Regions from separate parts of the Mus musculus genome. Here region 1 is linked to region 2. A link is a contact called in public Hi-C data. All regions are on one chromosome and are shown on one strand. The core of a region is the stretch at or near the end of the contact, and the rest is flanking DNA. Distances in the headings are between cores, read along the strand shown.

Region 1 (5,269 bases), core at 1,966-4,465, 640 kb after region 2:
ACTCATTAACTTTGTGTTTTATTGGATGCCAACTATGTCTCAAAAACAAATCCCCACACATATGTGGTTTCCTTTGAAAATACAAGACAGACCGTTAACCTTGGGCCCACGCTCCTACGTGGCCACAGCTGGCTCGTGAGACACACACTTCACCACAGACCTCACCACACTCTGTTGACACCTCCAGCCCATCCCACCCGTTTCTATGCCTGCCTTGCTCCCAATTGCCTGCATCCAACTATTTTGGCACATCACTCAGGCTCTGAGTCCTGAGCAAAGCCACCAACCCAACCTGCCAGCCAGCCAACTGATCTGACTCGAATTGTTTTTCTGCCTGGCGTTTGAAACTAGGACTACTTCCTTCATAAGGAGCCAACAACTCAATGGGGCAAAAAGCCTCAAAAGAGCAATCCTAAATAAACTTTTGAATAATCAAGCCTGCTCAAGCAGCTAATTGGAGAAATAAAAGAAATATGATACTCCAAGCCAGTGAAGCTGGTCATATTGATTGCATTTTTAATCATTTAAGCAAACCATGTACGACTCTATTCTAATGGGGATAGACACCTCCAATTACACCAGTTCAGACTCCAGATACAACGTTTGTCCCTTGTCTTATAGCCATTCTTTGAGACTGCAAGGGGAGGAGGTCTCAGAAAGTAGCTGACAGCAATGAAGCACGCCCATAAGTCAGGGACACTAGATAAACGAACATAACATCTTGGGGGACACAGGCCTGTGATACCCAAGTCATTTATCTACTGGTCCAGTTCAGCCATGATCAACCAGGAGTAGCACTGACTAGATCACTGACTCGGGCCCACTGTTGTGGTAGATGGATGACTGAGAGGTTAAGATGCTCACTGGAGGAAGGCCAAGGCTAATGGGATAAGGGAGGGGCTCTTGAAATAGTGACCATTTACCAACCAGTATGAACACCTGTCATTTTATTTCCAGTGCTGGCACCAAACCCAGGGCCTTGCGTATGCAAGGCAAGCACTCTCCACCTCTGAGCTACATCTGTGCCATGGAATACTTGTTACGGAACCTCCTCCCACCCATGGGCCACAGGCTTGAGCATCACTGGAACCAACTCTTTACAGCTACTAGCATGCCCCTCTTCTCAGCTCTGCAGTGAGTGGGACCTCAAAGCTAACCCTGACGGGAGTATTTACACCAAGGAAATCAGCATGAGGTACCATATCAAGGACACCTACCACCCATCCACCACCTCCAAATGCTTACCTACCAGCACGCCACGGGTGTGAGGGATCCACTACAACCTCACTCATAGACAGAATGAATGGGGCCCTGGCAACAGGTAGAAGATTCTTCTTTAAATGCAGACACTTAAGGGCTACAGGTGTGGCTCAGTGCTAAAGTGTTTGCATAGCATCGTGAGTCTATGAGTTCAACCCCCCAGCACTACAAAATGAATGAATGAATGAATGAATGAATGAATGAACGATTTTTTTAAAAAAGCACATCTGGGCCGGCAAGATGGCTGAGCAGGTAAAGGTGCTTGCTTCCAAGCTTGACAGCCTCTGTTCAGTCTCAGGAACCCACGTAGTCTAAGTTGCCCTCTTATTTCCACACACGCACTGCTGCATCTGTACGCGTAGATAAATAAACAATTTTTAATTTAAATAAACACACTCATTCCACGTAACAACCACAGAAGGTAAGGATGACTTGCTAAGGGTCATACGGTGACAGTGAATTCGTACTAGGTGGGCTAGAGCCAAAATCCATGTGCTTTGCCCCTGTACATCACCCTGTTCCGCTTCCTCCCCTTTAGACAGCTTCAGGAGATTGCACTCTGCCACAAGTGCATAATTCAAAGTCCTGGCTGCAGAGAACCTGCATCCCCTGGTTTGGAGGCAGAGAAGGGCTGGGATTCCATTGCTCGGGATTCTTTAGAAAGATGGAAGATGCAAGCATCTCATCTGGAGAAAAATTCCCCTCCCAGCACTCCAACCCTAGAAATGTGCCTAATGATGCTTTCTAAACTGCAAAGTCGGGTTTTCATTACAAACACAGGTTGACGGCCCATATGCAGCATTATTGGTAATGAATGGTTTTCCACATCTCTGCCCTGCTATAGCTGCCCTGCCCACCTCTCTGATACTGAAGGCACAAACTGTACTGGCCCTTCCAAGACCCTTGGAAAATGCTGCCCTGGCCTGAGGAATAAGGAACATGGCCATCCCTGTCCCCAGCCCTGTGTGGGGACCTGGGGGGAGGGGCGCTTCTGGGAGGTCCTGGCTAAGTGGCATCAAGGACCAGATGGCTGAGGAGATTACTACGATTTCGTTTCCATATAATCCATAAACTTGGATGAGTTAATGTTTCTTCAAATGCATTATCTTGTAATCCCAGGGAAAGCTGTGCAGAGCCAAGAGCCTGGTTCTCTGGCCTCTACATGCCTGGCATGCTGGGTAATCCCTGCTTTGCCCAACAGGTCTTAACAAAGGCCAAGGAGCTTGGCCAGCAGGGGAGGAGATGCTGGCGGCAGGGCAAGGCTGGCACCTAGGAGGCTGGCATTTGAGGGCAATTGGGCAGGCCCGTAGGCTCCCAAACAATGCTGGGAATCCCACACTACAACCAAGCAGAGCCCACAGGACATCTGAGCAAAAGCCCAGGTGGGGATGAAGATTTCCTACTCTCTTGCTTTTGGCTCCATCCTTGGCAAAATGACTAACTCTGGGCCTTATTGTCTCAAAATATAACAAGGGATAGAAGCAGGTGACTCAAAGAGTCCACTTCGATTCACTCTCTGCTACATGTGAAGCCAAGGTCAGCACTGTTTCCCTGTCATATGCCAGGAGCTGTGACGAATAGATTCCACCGAACCCACTCCATGCTCGGGTAAAAACTAGCTGCTTCCAGGATCCTGGGTGTGCTGCTTGAACCTGGCATCATGGCACATGAGGACTGGTCTTAAGATGGAGCTCTGCCACTGACTAGCTAGCAAGCCACCTCCCTCCAGCTCTTCCCTCATCTGTCAGCTAGAGTTGCTTCTTCAACTGGTATCTCACGAGTGTCAGAGAAACTCAGAACACAGGGTGAACCTACCAACCTGTGAATATGTAACATCGAGTCCAGTACGCGGCCGGCAACCTGCCTGCAAGCTGGTGTCCTTGCCCTTTCCCCCAGTTCTTTCTACCTCTCCTGAGCTGCCTCACCCTTTTAGTGATCTCAGCTTAATCCTGTCAGCTCCTTCTGATGCATTAAGCTAATGCATTAACGATTTGGTTGGTGACTTCTTCCTTGCAATACAGTTGCGTGTTTGCAGTGGCCATCGTGCCTTGACTCGTTGTTGTGGACAGATGGCCACCTGGCGGTAATAACACGCTAGAAAGCCTAAGAGCCAGTGGGGCTTTCTGACCCACAGCCCAGCTTTTGGCCAAGCGTACCTAGGAGGGATATACGTTTGTGTGTGGCGCCTCCCTGTGGATACGATGTGTACTGCACAGACTCACCCAATCCCTGACGCACATGAACCAGCAGCTGCCCCAACCAGGACGTGAATCCAACATTCTTACACTGCCAATGCAGAAAACGAGGCCCACATGCTGGCATAGAACTTGTTCAAGATTATACAGTTCCCTTGGCATTTTGAAAACAGTAATAAATGACTGGCAACAATCTCTCATAATTTTGAGAACAAGAAAGCCAGAATCAAAGTGTGGTTTGCCCAAGGGTGTGTCCATGAAATGTGAATTTAGTTTCGGTGGTCAGTTCTCACACCATAAATCTTTAGGGAGATAGAGATGGCTCCCATTCTTTCCTGAGGAGCCAGGTAGTGATGACCCACGTGGCTTCTGAAATCATATCTAGCTAAATGATGCAAAAATCTGGTCCTATAAAATGCCCCTTTAAGTTTCTGCAAGGACACTGTCCATCAAATGGACTCTATCCAAGAAGATGGAGTCTGTCGTGAGGCTGGGCACTGTTCTCTGTATCCACCTAGAGAAGGCAGAGATGCTTCCTGAAGCTTTAGCTCAGTAAAGCCCTGGAGAAGCAGAGGAGAAGGTGCCACTGAACTCAGCAAAATACTGAATGGTATGAACTAGGATTTAGTTCAACAGAGATTCAACCACACCTAGAGAGCTACGGGCAAGGGATGAGACTGCTCTCCTGTGAGTGTTGCTCCTGAGGATTATCTGAAAAGGAATCAAAACTGACACATGTCAGAGACTTCTGCGTGCTGGTGTTGATCACCAACGATTCACAAAAGCCAAAATGGTTCACCCACAGATGAACACAGAGAGTGTAGTATGTATACACAATGGAGTGCTACCTAGCCACAAAGAACAAACTCATGTCATTTATGGGAAAATGGACATTAAGTAAAATAAGCTGGATTCAAAAAATACTATCACAGGTGCTCTCTCATATGTATACTGTAGAGAAAAAAAATAATTGAAGATGCCCCCAAAATTGAAGAGATGACTATGGAAGAAGAAGATGAGGAGGTGGTTACTCCCAAATACATTACATGCGTGTTTAAGTGACACCGTGAAATCCATTATCGTCGTGGCGTTGGCTCAACATCAGTCAGGATGCAGTTAGGAAAATGTAGCCCACGCCATGTCGTTCAAAAGAGACTTTTCAACATGGAGAATGAGTTCCCATGGTGTTGAGAGAGCTGGAAACCAAACAGGGTATGGAGAGGCAATTTGGAGAGGAGCAAGAGTAAAGCCATCACCCTGAGGGCTGGGGACAGCAGAAGAAAACAATGCTACCAGGAGCAAGCCATGCTGCAGGAATGTGAATCAAAGAGGGCTGCCGGCTGTGGACCACAGAGATGCTGAGCAGGCGATGTATGCACGCAGTGGGAAGGAATATTTAGCCTTAGCTTCCCTTCCCTTTAACCTCCTGCCAGTACCTCTCCCTCACTGGCCAAATCCAGTTAGAATCCAGTCAGTAAGAAAGCATGAGATGTGTATTTAAAGGGGTTATCACACACATTCCCCCCAAACACACACACACACACACACACACACACACACACACACACACACAGAGGATCTGAGAGCAAGAGGCAAAGGACCTGAGATGATGCGTGAGGTGAATATTCATGAGTGTATGTGTGATGTGAATGTTCAAGAAGGTGCACGTGTATTATCAAATCAGTTTCAAGGTATGCAGGAATCGATGTATGCAGGCGAATGTGGTAGGTACAGTTGTATCAGAGGTACCGATGTATCGGATCGATCTCAGAGGTTTGTATCGTGTGTGGTAGGAGAAGCATCGTGGGTTTTGG
Region 2 (4,869 bases), core at 1,687-4,186:
TGGGGAAGTTTTCTTCAATGATTTTGTTGAAGACATTTTCAGGTTCTTTGAGCTGGGAATCTTCATTCTACTCAATTCCAATTATTCTTAAGTTTGGTCTTTTCATTGTGTCCTGAATTTTTTGGATGTTTTGAGTTAGGAGTTTTTAATATTTTGAATTTTCTATGACAGTTGTGTCAATCTCTTTTATGGTATCTTCCACACCCAAGATTCTCTCTTCTATCTCTTGTATTCTGTTTGTGATACTTACATCTGTAATTCCTGACCTCTTTCCTAGGTTTTTCATTTCTATGTTTGCTTACATTTGTGTTTTCTTTATTTTTATTGATTCTACTTCCACTTTTAGGTCTTGGACCCCTTTATGCAATTCCTTCACTTGTTTGATTGTGTTTTCCTGTATTTCTTTAAGGAATTTGTTTCCTCTTTAAGGGCTTCTACCTATTTACCTGTGTTTTCCTGTATTTCTTTCAGTGAGTTATTTATATCCACCTTAAAGGACTCCATTATCTTCATGAGATAGGGTTTTAGGTCAGCTTCCTGATTTTCAGATGTGTTGATATATTCAGGGCTTGCTGTGGTGACAGAATTGGGTTCTGATGATGCCCACATATATTGGCTTCCACAGGTTATGATCTTGAACTTACCTCTTGACATCTAGTTATTCCTGGTGTTTGCTGGTCTGGGTGACTCTGTCTAGAGTCTGCCTCTTCTGTCCCTAGGTTGCTTTAGGACTCCTGGTAGGCCTGTGGCCCTGGCTGTAGCAGACCTCCTGTGGTGCCCTCCAACTAGGGGGTCTTCAAAGGGGTATAGAAGCTGTTGTTTTGATGCCCTGACTGCAGTAGATCTCCTGGGAAGCCTTCAGACTGTTGGGTCTTCAGAGGAGCAGTCAAGCTGTTGTCCTGTGTGAAGCTGTTAGGTGGGGTGGGGGGCTATGGATTGTGGTTTCTGTTTCTGTGTGTGCAGCAGAAATCCAGGGAGGCTTTGTGTCTGTTGGGTCAGTTGCCCTGCATGCCACAGAGCCTCCAGGAGGTCTTCAGACTGTGGTGTAGGTTGCCAAGTTGCCCTGTGTAGAGAGAAACTCCTGGGATGCCTTCAAGCTATGGTGTCTTCAAGGGAACAAGCAAGCTGGCAATCAGTTGCTCAGTTGCCCTGTGGGCATTGGATCTCCTGGAATGCCTCAGATTGTGGTATCTTCAGGGGAGCAGACTAGCTAGCAATCTGTACCAGCAGAAAGGGCTGGGAAAAGTGGAGTGGTATTTGGTGAGCAGGGGTTTTGGGGGTTAATGGATTCCTGAATCCACTAGGCTCCCAGCAGCTGCTGTGGGACTTCAGGAGGGTTCCTACCAAATGCTCTGTGTGCAGTGGATCTTCTGTGATATCTCAGGATATGGTGTCTTCTGGAGAGCAGCACCACTTTTATTATTGGGGAAAAGAGTCAGGCAACTCTCTGCTCTCTGTTCACAAAGTCTTCTTCTTCATTGATACATATAAAAAGGCCATCAAGGAGGTATAGATAACCAGGGTGTTTAGGGTAGGAATATGATTTTTGAGTCCTTCAACTTGAATTACCAGTTGTCTCTGGCCCTCTATACATTTTGTACATTTTTATACATGTCTGGCACATTAAGGATTCCTTCTTGCCAGCTCTCTCATGGAAGAGCAGCAAGCCAGCCATATGGAAGGAAACTAAAAAATTATTCGGGTTGAAATAAAGGAAGACTGTTTCTTCTCTTGTCTCTAAGCCACATAACTCTATCCTGTCACTCTAGTCACTACAGTTAGAAGATGCTGGGAGAAGTTCTTCATGGGAGCACACAACAGCCACCCAGTTTCTAAAGAACCTTGCTTAGCCATATCTGCAAATCATTAAACATTGAATTTTTGTGCTGAATTTTATTTTTGACAAGAAAGTGTTGGAATCTCCAGTGCTGAAGTGTCAGCTCTGGGGCTTTGTCACTTGTGAGCCTGTGACTGTCTGGCTGGAATGTGGGATCCCACCAAAGTGCCTTCCCAGAGAAGTGCAAATTAGAGCCAGACATGAGCCTTTGGGCTCTTTGTATTTCCAAAGATGGTTTGAGTTTGTCCTTGGACTCCAAATGGCTTTTTGGTTTCAAACTAAACTTATTTTAGGTCTTCAATGTCCATTCCTCCTGTCTAACACTATTTTCTAGATTATTTTGGTCTGACCCGCCCCCACCAAAGGTCAAGAATGTCTATCTTTGGACCTATCCATTTGAATAGTGCCCTCATGGGCACAGACTATACACAAACTTAGTCTTTCTCATAGAATACATGGGTGAAAAGGGCAGCTTTGCTCCCTCCAGGGTTAATTTGGGAGGATGCATAAATCACTCAGCTCTGCAAGAAATGTGCTAACGTTCTAAAACTCCCTAGCTAGCCCTATCATTTTAACTACTAAAAACAACCTCAACCACCCCTTGAGAGATGTGGATACTTGACTAAATGGCAATGAATGAAGCAGCCCTTGTGTGTCTGGTGTCTGGTGTCTGGTGAGCTTATCTAGAAAGATATGATCCTCCATTTGGAAAACACCCATCCGCAATGGAGGGAGAAATAAAAATAAAGGGCCTCTTATAAAATTATTACCTTGTCATTTAAGTCAACAGCAGCGATGCCATGATAGAAACCAGCAGTTGTACCACACGGTTTTATCACTCTAATTACATCAAGAACACAGTAACTGTCTGGCAGAGATAAGATTAAAGAAGGCAGAGCCTTTCTGAAATTTCCAATAGACAGCACCTGGATTTATGGACTGGATTTGTGTTTGGACATTAAGTTCAATTACTTTACTTCAGCACTGAAGAGTTCTGTCGCCAGAGAAATATCACGTAGCTGGTCCCTCATCTTTGCAGCCCTGCTCACCTCCCACCCTGCAGACATTGATCTGTCGACACCAGGCGGGTCGCACTGTCCAGCATAGAAGCTGTCTGTTTTCTTTCCTCCTCTACCCACTCCCTTTTTTTTTAATCTCCCCAGAGTCTGAGAGACACAGACCTCTTTGCTTGCTGAGCAGTGTGGGATCTACAAGGAACACAGTCACAGAATGTCAGTAGTAAAGGGGTCATTTAAAGTCATCTAATCTGGCTCTTTCTCTCTACAATGGTGGCAACTGGGCTGAATGATCGACTGTCCAAGGGTTTACCACTAGGACATAAAGCAGAGCCAAGTATTCCAACCCCCTGAGAGAATATAAACCCACTTCCACCTCATACTAAACCCGTGTCTCCCTTTGCTGAGTGCACATGCATCTGTTTTTAAAGAATAGGTATGTAAAATACATGGGATTTTTTTTAACTTCCTTCTCCTATACTCTTACCCATTTCAGGGCAGATTTCTGTGTTTCCTTTTTCCCCTTTTACTTTCTTGAAATGAAGAAGGGAAGATAACATATGAGGGCTACAATTGATGCTTTCGCCCTCCTTTATAAAGCTGGAAAGAGCAAAATCAGTTTGGGGACTTTCCATGTGGCTCTCTGTAGGGCTCTCAACCTCTCTATACAACTGAATTACCAAAAGAGTTATTTTTCCTTATATTATTATTATTATTATTATTATTATTATTATTATTATTATTAAAGATAACTCAATTGTATCTCTAGAATTTTCTTAAAACAGAGGTTCTTGGTCTCCTGCTTGGCCTAATCATCAGAATCCATAGCACTAGAATTAGTATTAAACTTGATTCTAATAGAACTCTTACTGGCTAACTTAGCATTGAGTAACAGACACATCTTGGAAACTGAAGTTTAAGATAAAGAAGGCAGAAGTTTTCCACAGGAAATAAATGGAAGGAAAACAAAATCCCAAGACTGGGAAGATAATTCAGTTGGTAACGTATTTGCTTCACTTGCATGAGAGCCTGGGTTTGATCCCAAGGATACACACATAAAACCCAGGCACACTGGCATGTGCTGGCAATCACTGCTGTGAATAGGAAGTAACACGTAATTCCCTGGAGCTCACTGGATAGCCAGAGTAGCTGGGGATGTCCAAACCACTGAGAGACACAACCTCGAGAAACAAGGTGGATAGTGTTTGAGCAACCACACTTGAAGTTGTCCTCTGAGCCTCCACACATATGTACATATGAATTCACATACTCCCTGTCCCATATACAAGGACCTCGGTGGGTGTAAATGTACATATACATGTGCTCATATACATATATGTGCTCATATACATACACATGTTCTCATATATATGCATATGCATCCTTAAAACATGCCCAACTCTAGCTCAAGCACCTCATTGTGTTCTGGAAAGTTATTTAGCCTCTCTTAGACTTGGTTACTGTCTATTAAAACTGGTCTTTTTTATGTACTTGCAATTATTACATAATGCATTTATGCTTCATATCTGTGCAAAGCCCACATGCAATGTATGCTCAACATCTGGCAACAGTATGCATGCAGAATGCCATAGATCTTAAGCTCACACCACACAGCTGTTCCCTGGCTTCCTCTTTTATACTAACCGCCCACACCCTTTGGTCACCTTTGTGTGGACACTGAACTGTAAGAGCTCTCATCTCTCTGAGCCTGCTGTTAGTGGAATCATAAACCAATAGGACATTCATGGATCTGACCTCAAAAGCAGAATCATCTGAAAGGTACCTGTAATTTCCTGTACTTGTTCTGTAAGCATTTAAGCTATTGTAAACAACCAGGATCTTAGACATCATGGCTGAATTCTGCTGTGGCCTGGCCTTGGAGCAGGGGTAGCTCAGCTGGGATTTTGTTTATTTGTCAGGCTGGGAAAATAGAAAAGGAAACTAGAAATGAAGATCAATCTTTGATCTCAGCAGGAGACTCTGAGTCCTCTTGGAAACTTAACATCTCCCACCTGC

What was found. Hi-C and Micro-C count contacts between places; a contact is called where the count stands out from the background.
Region 1: a contact with region 2 is called in a Hi-C map of the N1E-115 cell line, with 6 times the contacts expected there. The contact joins two enhancer-like sites. A contact is called at or near these places in 1 of 484 Hi-C or Micro-C datasets (the N1E-115 cell line) and 1 of 115 datasets of contacts at active chromatin or transcription factors (astrocytes).

Annotation. Positions count from the first base shown.
Region 1 is chr7:78,763,061-78,768,329 of GRCm38.p6, forward strand. No RefSeq gene overlaps it. Among named protein-coding and RNA genes, the nearest start is that of Mrpl46, 17 kb to the right of the region's middle. Within about 2 kb of position 3,216, at least 31 of the 459 cell types and tissues checked have an H3K27ac peak or open chromatin away from gene starts, as enhancers often do. A contact at or near this core is called in the N1E-115 cell line, where this site is marked.
Region 2 is chr7:78,118,360-78,123,228 of GRCm38.p6, forward strand. No RefSeq gene overlaps it. Among named protein-coding and RNA genes, the nearest start is that of Gm39038, 450 kb to the right of the region's middle. Within about 2 kb of position 2,937, at least 6 of the 459 cell types and tissues checked have an H3K27ac peak or open chromatin away from gene starts, as enhancers often do. A contact at or near this core is called in the N1E-115 cell line, where this site is marked.